Linked DNA regions of Macaca mulatta: region 2 is linked to region 1. A link is a contact called in public Hi-C data. All regions are on one chromosome and are shown on one strand. The core of a region is the stretch at or near the end of the contact, and the rest is flanking DNA. Distances in the headings are between cores, read along the strand shown.

Evidence for each region. Hi-C and Micro-C count contacts between places; a contact is called where the count stands out from the background.
Region 2: a contact with region 1 is called in a Hi-C map of fetal cortex germinal zone, with 2.3 times the contacts expected there. The contact joins the promoter of GGCX here to the promoter of TMEM150A in region 1. A contact is called at or near these places in 4 of 14 Hi-C or Micro-C datasets (CD4 T cells, cortical neurons, fetal cortex germinal zone and 1 more).

Annotation. Positions count from the first base shown.
Region 1 is chr13:38,787,664-38,794,609 of T2T-MMU8v2.0, reverse strand. TMEM150A (transmembrane protein 150A) reads right to left here and starts at 2,886. Exons shown (of 8, transcript XM_015112765.3): 1 at 2,501-2,886; 2 at 1,388-1,568; 3 at 936-983; 4 at 525-611. The coding sequence starts at 1,452. It overlaps C13H2orf68 (chromosome 13 C2orf68 homolog), which reads right to left. Exons shown (of 4, transcript NM_001193859.3): 4 at 5,794-6,946. It also overlaps a transcript of USP39 not described here.
Region 2 is chr13:38,831,054-38,838,589 of T2T-MMU8v2.0, reverse strand. It overlaps GGCX (gamma-glutamyl carboxylase), which reads right to left and starts at 4,305. Exons shown (of 15, transcript NM_001260723.1): 1 at 4,162-4,305; 2 at 3,599-3,769; 3 at 1,679-1,837; 4 at 1,194-1,359. The coding sequence starts at 4,204.

The DNA.
Region 1 (6,946 bases), core at 1,637-4,136:
TCATTTACCTGCACCTGCTCCTTAGCAGGCAGGCCACTGATTTATGTGAAAAGCCAGGGTCCCTCATGAACAACTGGTTCCAGGCTGGGCCCCCAAAGCAGAGCTCGTGTGTGAGAGAGAAGGGAGTGCCCAGGAGTGTTCAGGCAACCCTGACACTCTTTGCTGAGCCCTGCAGCTGGTTTGGCTATCCTTGAGCCAGAACACGGGCTGGGCAATCTGAGGGCTCGAGCTTAAATCCAGGTGGCTCCACTTATTAGCTGTGTAACCTGGATGAGTAAGACTGAGCCTGTTTTCTCACCTATAAAATGGTGAAAACCAGAGCTGCCTCACTCCTGGGAAGATGAAAAGAGACAATGCATATAAAGCGCTCAGCAGTGTGCCTGCCCCATAGTAACTGGCAAGTAGTGTTGTTATGAAGTGGCTCTTAGGATACTTATTATTCCTGAGACCCAAGGACAGCTCTTTGCTTGAGGGTCTGTCTGGGAGGACCTCGGATCTCCCCCTGCCCAATATCTAGGCCTTACCTGATGAGGGGGACATTGTCCAGGGTGCAGCAGGTCTTGGGGCCCCCTTGCTCAGCAGGGTCAGGAGGGCAGGACTCGTTGTAGGACCTGGCAGGCAGGACAGGGAGTAGACTGGGGGAAGGGACTGCCCCCAGTCCCTTGGCCTATAGCCTCAGGCCTCAAAGAGGACTCTCTCCCAGACCTCCCCCACAGGGACAGAAGATCACACTCCCCAGTGCTGGCCTGAAGCAGTAACCAGAGGGGCAAAGGGATGGTGGGAGGTGCGTAGGCATGAAGTCATGCCTGGGGACCAATTTCAGAGAAGAGCAGTGAGGCTCTGGGTTGCAGTCTGGCTCGTGGCACCCTCGGGCCCAAGAGGGGACAGAGATGAAGGAAACTTTAGAGCGAGGCTGTCTGCAGAGTCCTTCATACCAGTTCTCCACGGGACATACATGGTGGTTCATCACAGCCATGGCATACCTGTGGGAACAGAACTGTCACCCTGGCCAGCCTTCCTGAGCTCCCCATCAACCCACCCCACGACCCTTCTCTTCAACCTTGATTTCTGGCCTCATTCAGCCTCATTATTGTTCCTGGGGACTCAAGTTGGGGTCCCTGAGGCTTGATGCCATACCAGCACCTGCAGCATGTCCCCCACCTAGAGGCCCCCTGGAGATTGCCCTGGCTAGAAGTATATTTGTCAGGGCCACCCTGCTGGACAGCAGTTTTGCCAGCTTGTCCCAAGGGGCTGTGTGCCCAGGCACCAGGCCAGGCTTTTGAGACAGCCAGAGTGACCCTGGGTACCACCCTGAAGCCTACAACAGGACAAGGGACTTTGTGTGCATCATCAAGCTCCTGTTGCCCCCGCACCCCACTTTACTCACACAGTCCATATGCCAGTAATGGAGAACGCTGACAGGCTGACAGGCAGGAGGATCCAGGCGGTCATGAGGGAGGGGAGCCAGGGTGGTGGTGGTGTGGGGGGGAGGACAAGAGGTAGATGGGGAAGTGGGGGCGGACCAGCTACCTTGAGATGTTTCTGCCACAACCATCAGCTGCCCTGGCCTGGTGGAGAGAGAGCAAAGTCCAGGAGTGGGTAACTGGCCGGGAAGGGGGAGGGGAAAGGGGTCAACACCTTATCCAGGGCTCCCGTTGGGTCTCTGAGCGTCCAAAGTTTGGGCTGAGCCCAAGGCATAACGTGGACACCCTCTGGCATTGGGGGCCTCCGCGGTCAACCCAAATGCCACCGGCGTGCTGAGAGACGCAGGCGGACCGTAACATCTGGAAGGGAGTTACCCTCCTTCTGAGGGACCAGGGCTGGGAGACGGGCTGGACAACCGAAGAGGCCACGCCAAGGAGAGGCTGGGTGCTGGCCCAGTGGAGCGGTGGCGAGTCAGCGGCGCGCAGGCAACCACCTGACCATCGGCGCCCTGGGCGAGGGGCAGGTTCACGCGAAAGCCCGGCCCGGCCCCCGCTCGCCTGGGCGCGGGGACCCCGACTGGGGCCGGAGCCTGCGGCCAGCTACTCCCCCAGACCCGGGACGCGAGACTCCCCAGGTGATTCCTGGAAGCCCGGAGGAAGGCAAGGAGCCCACTACGCACCTCCCCGGAACGCCCCGCCGCCGCCGCACCCTGCTCGGCCCCCTCGTGGCGCCGACTCTAGCTGCGGCCCTCGGAGCAGCCCTGAAAGGTTTAAAGGGCCGAGCGGCCCCGCCCCTGGCGGCCCCAGGCCTCGCCGCGCCGCCCGCCGGGACGTGGAGTCCGCGCAGCCCCGGCCTCGGCGCCCGCGCCCTGCCCAAGACTACAACTCCCGAGCCCCCGCGCCCATGTCACGGGGGAAACGTGGGCGGTGTCCCAACTTCGGAGGATCTGGGCGCGGAGGGCTGTGGCGTTAAGACCGCTCTAAAACCGAGATGCCTAGAGGTTTGGTTTAACCGGTTCCTGCGGGGGAAGCGCCAGCAATTGGGGACCTCGGGGCAGCCTGCATTCCAGCTCTACCTGGGATTGTCGCCGTGCACATGGCTGGAGGAGCGTCTCTCCGCCGCTGCGCATAGTTTGCAGCCTGCACCGGCCAACGGTGAGTCCTCTAGGAAGCTTTCTCAACTCGGCGCCCCATGCCTGCCTCTAGCCAGGGCTGCGGCGGGTCCAGAGAAGCAGACACAAAGCCTTGGCTGTTTCTAAAGAAATCCAAGCGCCTGGGATTTGGCTTATGGTTCCTGTGGCTCAGCAAACTCCGGAGGAGGGCTGCTTTCATTAGATACTTTTTGCTTTCCTGCGTGCAAGTACACAGCGTACTAGCCAGAAATCAGTGCCCAAGACGTGTTTCCCGACTGATCAACACGTATTTGAAATAAGGCGGCAGAGACCAGAGGACATCCACACATGTAGGTGTCAGTGTAGAGTAGGTAAGGATTAACATGGCCAGTGTTGGTAAGCAAAGAGGGGAAGGTGAGAGACCCGGAGGATTCTGGGAAAAGGAAACAGGATAGTGTGGGAAAAATTACTGACCAGCTTCACCAAAAACTTACAGGCTATGAGTGCATTCCTGGATGTTTCTTAAATTATTGCAAGGGTGGAAATACTTTCACATATCAGAATTGTACCTGGCATTCTGTCTCGAAAGCGGTCCCAGCATCTGTTGGAGCCCTTGTGAGATGACACTTGGGCAGATCATCACCTGAATGGTGCACGGGCTCAGGCTGCCAGGTGTGGGGAGCTGAAGTTTGGCAACACTGATGAGGCAAAAGCTATGTGCAACAACAGGACCCTGTGCTTTAGAAAGGTAGAGCAGAATAAACCGCACAATGACTTGAAGAGGGATAAACCTTCTTGGACCCAGTGGAAAGTAGAAATGAAAGCAGAAAACCTGTTGGAGAGCCCTTTTTCTTTTCAGACGGAGTTTCACTTGTTGCCCAGGCTGGAATGCAATGGCGCAATCTCGGCTCATTGCTACCTCTGCCCACTGCTACCTCTGCCTCCTGGGTTCAAGTGAGTCCTGTGCCTCAGCCTCCAGAGTAGCTGGGATTACAGGTGCCTGCCACCACGCCTGGCTAATAGTTTTGTATTTTTAGTAGAGACGGGGTTTCACCATGTTGGCCAGGCTGGTCTCGAACTCCTGACCTCAGGTGATCTGCTCGCTTGGCCTCTCAAAGTGCTGGGATTACAGATGTGAACAACCGTGCCCAGCAGGAGAGCCCTTTCCTTAATCACATCAGGACAAGTAGTTAAAACAGGGCTAAGAAGTATGGCTGTGTAGTGATCACTGTACAAGCACACCTGGCTGAATGAACCAGTGGGGGATAAAATCCAGGCCACCTGCCGCTGGCTATGCTTTGTGCCTCAGGACCAAGGTGTGCTTCCTTGCTAATTGACAGGAACCATCTTCCTGCCCAACTGCATTCCCATTGACTAGGCACCTTATCTGCCCAATGGGGCTGTGAACCCTAATTGGAAGCTTTGCAATTCTTAACACTGTATCTTCTTGAGCTGGGTTTGAGTCCCTATCCAATCAAGATGAAGTCCTGAGAGGACTATTCAAGTTCTAACATGATGTGGGGGCAAGGCATAGTACTCCAGATCCGGGACATGAGGCAGCTTTTGGCTTAATATGACAATCTAATAGTTCCTAAAATAGAATTATCCCAGGATAGAGCTCCGTATGACAGAAGGGCTCTTCATAGGTAGTTGGTAGGGGGAATTGTGTATCATGTACGAAGTAGGACCAGATGTCTTTAAAAAGGCCTTCCAACTCTAATGCTACATGAGTCTGTCTAGTTGTTATGTTCCAACAGGGACAGCTCTTAAAATAGTGTGGCAAAGCAAGAGATGAGATTTCCAGTGCTGACTTGGTGGTGGAATGACTTTAGGGCAGGTATTTAACCTCCACTTCCCTGTGTACACAAGTGATTTCACAACTCTTGGCAAAAACAGTGCTGTAAAAATAGTAAGTTTATTTGTTGAAAAAAATACTGCATTTGAAAAGTACCTTCCTTCTGGGATTTTCAAATAATTTGCACTACATTTTATTCATCTACACATTGGAAATGAGTAAACTGGTGAACATATAGCTTTTTATACATTTAACACAACCAGTGCAAATTCTCCTGGCTCTGAGAAGGCAGACAAGCCCTTTACTCAGAAGGTCTTCAATTCTAGCATACTCCAACTCCTAGGGAAATTGCGGGTGGGTGCCTATGGGCTGTATGACCATCTGATTCCTCATGGACAGGACAGGAATTCAGCAAGGGAGCTTAAAATATTTTAATTGTCAACATTCCATGGTGACTCTCCCCAAAAATCTAGCGGTAGGAAAGTAATCTGTACTTATTCCTCTTTGTGCACACAAAGGCTTCATTTAAATTTGTGAGCCTGCTGGGGATCCATTACCTAGCCATTCAGAGATCCTGTCAAATGCACAGCAGACTGGATACTCCCCATCCCAAAGTTCCTCTCACCTGGATGGGGCCAATCTCTAGTTGACAGTGACCCTCAGAGTGCATCATGGAGATGGAATGTCCCTTCCAGAGAGAAAAGGGAAAAGCATTTGTTGGCTGGGCTCCAACTCTCATTTGGTACAAAAAGCTTTACATTCTTTTCCCGTCTTACATTACATTCTTCAAAGACTTCCGTGCTTGCCAGCTGGATACAACTCAAGCTCTAGTGTTTACTCTTGCACAGCCCAAAACCCTTGCAAACCCAGCTTCCTTCTATCAGTGACATCACACATTGTGGCCCAGGAACCACAAAACCTAAAATACAGGCTTAAATTCAGTGAGTGAAGAACATTCCATATTGAATGGGCATGAGATACGCCTATCAGATTGTGTGGTTTTTTTTTTTTTTTTTTTTAAAGACAGCCAATTACATTGTATCTAGTCAAAGGAGCGGATTCTAAAGCAGCCTGCTGGGAAGTTCCACTTAGTCTCATCGGACACTGTTCTTTGGGACATCTGTGGGAAATGTTCTGGAACTTGTTCCTTCATGGGAAACACTAATTTTTGAAAGAAGTAGATATCTGGAGGCAGGTCTGGTGAATAAGCTGGATAGTACTGCCTTGGACTCCAGCTGAGGGGTGGCAGTAAGCAATGAGGATGGGCTATAAGGCTGTTAACTGGCTAAGGGCCATCCTTGGGCAGGCATTTCAGACACACCTGGAGAAAGGGCAGTAGCATCTCCGATAGGCCAGCTCTGAAGGAAGCTTAGTGCTTAATACAGTCACACTGCATAAATTAGCTTACAGTGCTCTCTTGGGTGGAAAATATTAATAGTGTATATGCACTTGATAAGCAAAATTCCTCAAGAAAAAAAGTTTAATAGCAAGGAATTTCCATCAGTCCCCTACGTGAGAGGGGTCTTTGTGAGGATTACCACAACAAACACTTAAAAGGATACAATAGGTATTTATTAAATGCTGCCTTGCCTTTTACCTCTTCTTTTTTTTTTTTTTTTGAGACGGAGTCTCGCTTTGCTGCCCAGGCTGAAGCGCAGTGGTGTGATCTCGGCTCACTGCAACCTCCGCCTTCCAGGTTCAGGCGATTCTCTTGCCTCGGCCTCCCGAGTAGCTGGGATGAACTATAGGCACATGTCACCATGCCTGGCTAATTTTTTGTACTTTTAGTAGAGACAGGGTTTCTCTGTGTTAGCCAGGATGGTCTGGATCTCCTGATTTCATGATCCGCCCACCTCGGCCTCCCTACCTCTTCCTTTACTTAACAAGAATGGGGTCTAAATTTTCAGGTGCCAAATCCCCAAACTGCTCTTCTAGCCTTCTGAATTGTGTAATAAAACCAGGAAACAGGTGATCCAGCTGAGAAGACAGACCTCAAAAGTATTTCCAGACTAAAAAGCCAAAGACTTCCAGTGAAATCCTATGTTCTAAGTCATCAGATCAGTTTAAGGACTGGAAGACTAGAATGACTGACTGGTTCTCTGACCAGGAAGAACAGGGTGGAGTTTGGGAGAGCCTCCTTGACCCAGGAGACTTTGGAGGGTAGTTAACATTAGAAGTCAAAAGGCACTTCTAGCCCAGTTGCCTAAGAGGAAAAAGCCTTTCTGCTTTAAAAGGAGAACTGAGCCCAGGATTGGCAAGTTTAAGGCACTTAACCTTGACCAGTTCTGTAGGTCTGGAGCATTCTGGTCCCTGGCTGCTTTCACTACCAGGCCCTTCTCACTTATCCACCTGACTTACTGCCCCAGCATTCCTTTGGCATTGCGAGCTGTGACTTGCCACATTTTAATGACATGATTGAAGTAGCTACCTTGCAGGATAGATTTTCTGGGGTATAGGGAACAAACCAACAGTGCCATCAGGTGTCTTAACACCCGGATGTGGAGAAACCCCTGGAGCAAGGGGCTATGGTTTCAGGAAATCTCAGTTCTCAAAGGCTTAAAGCCACATTTCAGGGCACTGAGGTTAGGCTGATATGCTGGAAAACAAGTGCCTTG
Region 2 (7,536 bases), core at 3,056-5,555, 43 kb before region 1:
GGTGCCACTGCACTCCAGCCTGGGCGACAAAGTGAGACTCTGTCTCAAAAAAAATAAAATAAAATAAAATAAATTAGCTGAGTGTGGTGGCACACACCTGTTGTTCCAGCTACTCTGGAGGCTGAGATGGAAGGATCACCTGAACCCAAGAAGGTTGAGGCTGCAGTGAGCTATGAGCACGCCACTGCACTCTAGCCTGGGTGACACAGTGAGATGCCATTTCAACAAATACCCCCACAACAGAACTTTTCAGAGATATTCTATCAAAACTGCCTCAATTCTCTAAGATCAGAGCTGGCCATTCTGAATGAGTTTCAAATTTTACCAAAGGGGTATTTGTATGTGTGTATTAACAAATAGGCCGGGCGCAGTGGCTCATGCCTGTAATCCCAGCACTTTGGGAGGTCGAGGTGGGAGGATTGCTTGAGCCCAGAAGTTCAAGACCAGCCTGGGCAACAAAGCGAGACCCCATCTCTATTTAAAAATAAATAAATAAAAAGAAAAATAAATAAAACTTAATGACTGTTAATGAATTCAATGTTTGAGATTTTTTCCCCCAAACTCATTTTATTGACACCTATTTTATTGCTTCTCACTCAACATATAAAGAATCCTTAAGGTCATCTGCCCTGCCACCTCATCTCCAAATCCCTTCTCCAACTCCCCTGGGAGACAGTCACCTAAGCCAGAAATGGGGAAGGGTTACCTCCTCCCAGAACAGCAACGCTGAGCAGCCCTGGTGGGCCCTCTTCTCCTGACGTGAACTCTGCCTCACAGCAACTTCTACTTTTGGCTCTAACTCTGCCCTTCTGGGCTTACACAGAGAAAGTCTGCTCCCTCTTCTACATAACCACCCTTAAAGTATCTGAAAACAGCTATGTCTGGCTTTAGTATTCTCTTTTTCTCTCTAAGAGGGTTACAAGAGGTGAATAAATCAAGGCACCTGGGGAGATACGGAAAGAATGAAGGGGTGGGATGGAGACATTTTGCTTTTTGTCATCCCAAGTGCTCCAACTAGTTGGCCCTTTCCCCTCCCAAATCCACCCAGATCAAAGTGACCTTGGAACCATATTTTGCAAAGCATGACTGAAAATATCCTGACAGGGGCAAATTCTAGAACCTCACTGGGCCCCTATCTCTGATAACCATCCTGACCCAGCCAACCCCTCCCCTTTGTCCCCCCAGACTCATACCAGTAGTGGTTTGCATCCATGAACGTCAGCTGAAAGGCCAACAACCCATACAGATAGGAGTGGTTGTTCCATGATGTCTTGTCCAGGAGAAACACATACCAGTATGGCAGCAGGAATAACACACAGCTTATCCGGTAGCACAGGCCCAGCATCATGCCCAGTGCCCCTGGGATTTGTAGGGAGAGGATTAAGAGGTCAAGAGATCACCACAGGCCCAGTTTCCCTGGGCCAGGATATGGTTGGAATTAAGAAAAATCAAGCATTGTATAATCAGGTAAAACTAAATGAAAATTAGATGCTATTTTAATATTTTAAAAAGAATTATGGGACAACAGCTCAGGTGACACACAGGTCAACAGCATGAAATTGATCACAGCAGAAGTGAAATAAGGTGCCAAAGACTTTGACCATTCACCAGCATGCTTCTATTTCTGTGTTTCTGGCAGGCCAGTCAATATTTCCATCTCTCCCACAGTTCCCCTCACCCAGAAACATGATGGTGTAGACAAGATACATCCAGTCAAGTGGGAGTGGGCGTAGGGCATCCAGCAAGGGGAAGCGGCAGACATCCAGCCCATCAAGGTATTTTCGGTCCAGGGAGCTGAGCCCCCGCTCCTGGGGAATGTCTAGCACCATCAAGAACCCTAAGAAGGCAATAGGAGAGTTGGTCATTGGGCCTCAGCTAAGGAAGCAGTAGAATACAGTGGAACACAGTTGAGAGTGTGCAGCTCCAGGGTCAGACTTCTTTTCTAACCTTGGCTCTGCCATTTATTCAGTATTAATTATTGAGTGCCTACTCTGCACAATACTGTATCAGTTGTGCCATCTAGAACAGCCCCTGCAGCTCAGTTAACCAATTCCCCATTTGTGAGAAGGGGAATGTGTCACAGGACTACAGGGAGGATTAAATTAGGGAAATGCACAAAATGCTATAAAAACTGTTAGGGTCTTGACAGCTATGAAGATCCAACCTACTGAGCTTCAGAAAGTGCTCTGGGAGGCGGGGCATGGTGGCTCACGCCTGTAATCCCAGCACTTTAGGAGGCCGAGGTGGGCAGATCACTTGAGGTTGGGAATTTGAGACCAGCCTGACCAACATGGAGAAACCCCGTCTCTACTAAAAATACAAAAAAATCAGCCAGGCGTGGTGCCACATGCCTGTAATACCAGCTACTCAGGAGGCTGAAGCAGGAGAATCACTTGAACCTGGGTGGCGGAGGTTACAGTGAGCCAAGATCACACCATTGCACTCCAGCCTGGGCAACAAGATCGAAACTCCATCTCAAAAAAAAAGAAAGAAAAGAAAAGAAAAGAGCTCTGGGAGTTCTTCTCGACCTTTTCTGCTTCCTGGCACACCCCGAAAACTGTTGCATTTCGTCAACACCTTGGGAATAAACAGAAGGGGCTACTCAGATCAGGAAGCCAGCTTGAGATAAGGCAGGGTTTCTCAACCTCAGGACTAGTCACATTTTGTGCTGGTTAATTATTTATTGAGAGGGATTGTCCAACGCACTACAGGACATTTAGGAGCATCCCTAACCTCTATACAGATGCCAGCAGTCACCTATTCTTCCTCCCCCAAGTTGTGACAACTAAAAATGTCTCTAAACATTGCCAAACGTCTCCCAAAGAGCAAAACTGCCTCCAGTTGAGAACTACTGGGCTAAGGGGACTAATATCTCCGCACATCTGTAAACCATTCCAAGCACACCACGCTGCCGCCTCAGTTAAGAAGCTCTCGATTAGAGAGTCACAGCCAAAATGTATGGCCCCGGTGACCCCCTGCTCTGTTTCTCTGAGTCCTCTGGGCAACCTCATGCCACAAGCAAAATGGGTCACTGCTGCCTGGCCTCTAAATATCATATAGCCTCAGATCAAAGCATTTCTAGCTGGGCTCGGTGGCTCATGCCTTTAATCCCAGCACTTTGGGAGGCTGATGCGGGTGGATCACCTGAGGTCAGGAGTTTGAGACCAGCCTGGCCAACATGGTGAAACCCTGTCTCTACTAAAAATACAAAAATAAAATAAAATAAAAAATTAGCCGGGTGTGGTGGGCGCCTGTAATCCCAGCTACTTGGGAGGCTGAGGCAGGAGAATCGCTTGAACCCGGGTGGCGGAGGTTACAGTGAGCCAAGATCTCACCATGGCACTCCAGAATGGGCAACAAGAACGAAAGTCCGTCTAAGAAAAAGAAATAAGAAAAAAAGCATTTCTGACCACCAAGTAAATCCTAACTGGAGGAGGCAAAGTAGGTTTAATCCTAAACTTCGAGAAGACCTCTTCTTTTATACCAATATCTTCAGCTCTGAGGAAAAGGGAGCTAAGTCTACTTGCAACCAAAAAAATTGACGATTGTCATTCTCCCACTCCCAACCAAACTGCTCCCACCCATAAACTAGACTCACCAAAAAGAAAACGAAAGACAGCCAGGCTTGCAGGGTCCGTTGGTCGATTCAGCAAGGTCACCAGCCTCCGCCAGCTGGACAAATCTGTCCACTCAAAACCCAAGAGTTTCCCCATTCGGCTGCCCTGCCTGGGCCCTGAGATCAGTTCAGCCTTGTCTTTCTGTACTTTATCTGCAACCAATAATTGGAGAAAATGTGTGCGCGGGGGTGGGCTCCACCTCAAATCACAGAAATCACAGCACCAACGGCCCAGAGCTTCCGCCCACCCGGGTTGGCTCAATAAGGTTGCCTCAATGATCTGACTGTAGGAAACATCCCTGCAGTGCAGCCCCTTCTCCAAGATACCCCAGTGTCCTAAAACCCCTCAGACTACAGCCCCCTAACAGCAAAGTGTTCCCGAATATCATCATCGTCCAGAAGCCGCAGGCTGCAAATGTCTCACAGCACGCCACGCCCCCTTCCCCACGGAGGCCCCCCCCCTCACCAGGCGTCCTCCCTCCCCCGCCCCTCTGAGACCAGTGCTCCTCGGAACTCTCCGCCGGAGGCCGGGATCCTAAGCCTACCTAAGCTGGGCGAAGTCCGCGCGGACCGGACAGACACCGCCATTGCTCCGTGGAGGAGGAAGGTGGGTCACAGCAGCCGCTTCTGAACAGAAGCCGCCAGGAAAATTTGCTGCCCTAGGCTCCGCCTCCCGACGCGTCAGCAGCTGTGCGGCCGGCCGCAAAGAGCCAGCACTATCGTAAATACTACCCCCGACCGGCGGCGCCGGATTCCTTGCTTGGCGGCAGGGGGTGGAACGAGGAGCCTTGGGGCGGGGCAAAGATACCCCCTAGTGCAGTTGGGCTCCAGGCGCACTGCTAGACTGGCATCTTATGCCTTCCGAGAGGCGTCTTCTTTTTAAACACTGAAAAGAGTCTGAGTTCCCCAACCTCCTTGGGTCCTCCCCGACACCATTAGTCCTCTCCGTCGCTCCGTCCGTGCAGTGCTCTCTGGTGTGAGGGATCGGGCGCAAAGGGCAAACTTTTTGTCAGAGATTGACGCCCAATTGAGGATGCACCTGGAAGGGCTGCCCCGGTTTTGAGCTATTGCAAGACCCCTTCACTTTGTTTTCCAGGACCTGCAAAGAACCGAGGTTTCAAAGCAGTAGGTAATCCCAGCAGTTTGGAAGGCCAAGGCGGGAGGATCCATAAAGAACAACAACAACAACAAAAAGGCAACAACATAAACAGAAAAACCACTGAAAAAAAAACTTTGTGTGTGTCGCGCGCTCCTGTGGTTTCAGCTACTCGGGAGGCTGAGGTGGGAGGTTCGCTTGAGCCCAGGAGTTCGAAGCTGCAGCGAGCTGTGATCGCACCACTGCACTCCAGCCTGGGCGACAGAGTGAGACCCTGTCTAAAAAAAAAAAAAAACAAAAAACAAACAAACAAACAAAAAAAAAACACACAGGTGCAGCAGCTCACGCCTGTAATCCCAGCAGTTTGAGAGGCCGAAGCGGGCAGATCATGAGGTCAGGAGTTCGAGACCAGCCTGGCCAACATGGTGAAACCCCGTCTCTACTAAAAATATGAAAGTTATCCGGGCATGGTGGCGCGCGCCTGTAATCTCAGCTACTCGGGAGGCTGAAGCAGGAGAATCACTTGAACCCAGGAGGCGGAGGTTGCAGTGAGCCAAGATTGCACCACTGCATTCCAGCCTGGGCGACAGAGTGAGACTCCGTCTCAAAAAATAAACAAAAAGCGAAAAAGAAAGAGAAAGGAAAGAAAAGGCGGGAAGAAAAGAAAGAAGGAAAATAAAAAGCAGCCGGGGAAACAGGAACAACATAACCGAAGAGGGGATACAGAGCAAGGGCAGTAAGTAGAGTGTGGCCCATCAGAGAAGGTTCTCAGGCGAGTCTGGAACAGAATTGTAATACCTAAATCTCTCCACTGGGATTAGCCATCAGGAAAAGAATAAGACATCCCAGAGAAGTGGTTCTCAAACTGTTGGGTCTTGGGAACCATTTACAGTGTTAGAAATTATAGAAGATCCTAAAAGCTTTGTTTGCGTGGATTATATCTTTTAATATTTGCCGTATTAGAAATTTTTTGGGAGGACGAGGCAGGTGGATCACGAGGTCGGGAGATTGAGACCATCCTGGGTAACACGGTGAAACCCCGTCTCTACTAAAAATACAAAAAATTAGCCGGGCATGGTGGCAGGTGCCTGTAGTCCCAGCTACTCGGGAGGCTGAGGCAGGAGAATCGCTTGAACCCGGGAGACAGAGGTTGCAGTGAGCCCAGATTGCGCCACTATACTCCAGCCAGGGTGAAAGGGCAATACTCTGTCTCAAAAAAAAAAAAAAAAAAAAAAAGCTTTCTAGCTTGTACTACAAAGGGGAAAAAATGCCATGTTTCTGTAGTCTCAGCTATTCCCAGCTTTTCTGGAGGCTGAGGCAAGACAACCACTCAGTTCAGGAGTTTGAGACCAGCCGGGGCAACATAACGGGATCCATCTCAAGGAAAAAAAAAAAAAAAAGCTATCAAGCCATTAAAAAACATGGAGGAACCTTAAATTCATATTGCTAAGTGAAAGAAATCAATGTGGGGCCGGGCGCGGTGGCTCACGCCTGTAATCCCAGCACTTTGGGGGGCTGAGGCGGACGGATCACGAGGTCAGGAGATCGAGACCATCCTGGCTAATACGGTGAAACCCTGTCTCTACTGAAAATATAAAAAAATTAGCAGGGCGCGGTGGCAGGCACCTGTAGTCCCAGCTACTCAGGAGCCTGAGGCAGGAGAATGGCGTGAACCCAGGAGGTGGAGCTTGCAGTGAGCTGAGATTGTGCCACTACGGTCCGGCCTGGGCAAAAGAGCGAGACTCCGTCTCAAAAAAAAAAAAGAAATCAATGTGGAAAGACTACAAACTATGATTCCATCTATATGACATACATACATATGTATATGACATACATGTATATGTATGTATATGTATATGTATATATGTATGTATTGTATATATACATATATACATGTATATGTCATATACATATATAACATATATATGTATTTTTTTGAGTCAAGGTCTTGCTATGTTGCCCAAGATGGTCTTAAACTCCTGGTCTCAAGCAATCCTCGTGCTTCAGCCTTCCAAAGTGCTGGGATTACAGGCATGAGGCACTGCGTTTGGCCCCAACTGTATGATATTCTGAAAAGGCTAAACTATGGAGACAATAAAAAGATCAGTGACTGCCAGGGAGGTGGAGTTGGGGGGAGGAAGGAATGGTAGGTGGAGCACAGAGGAATTTTACAGAAGTGAAACTATTTTGTATGATGTTGTAATGGTGTCATGGTGGATACATGTCACATGTGTGGAAACCCATAGAATGTACAATGCAAAGAGTAAAGCCTAATGTAACTTATGGACTTTGTTAATTATAATGTATCAATATGGACTTTTTTTTTTTTTTTTTTTTTTTTGAGACAGAGTTTCCCTCTTGTTGCCCAGGCTGGAGTGCAATGTCTCGGCTCACTGCAACCTCTGCCTCCCAGTTTAAAGCGATTCTCCTGCCTCAGCCTCCTGAGTAGCTGGGATTACAGGCACCCACCTTCACGCCCAGCTAATTTTTTGTATTTTTAGTGAAGACGGCTTTTCACTATGTTGGCCAGGCTGGTCTTGAACTTCTGACTTCAGGTGATCCACCCGCCTCGGCCTCCCAAAGTGCTGGGATTACAAGCATGAGCCACTGCGCCTGGCTGGACTATGTTAATAGTATACCAATACTGGCTCATCAGTTGTAACAAATATACCACACTAATGCAAAAGGTTAATAATAGGAGAAATGGGAGCCTGAAGGGGGATATGGGAACTCTCTGTACTTTCTTCTTCTTCTTTTTTTTTTTTTGTTTTGTTTTGTTTTGAGACAGTCTCCCTCTGTTGCCTAGGCTGGAAGGGCAGTGTCG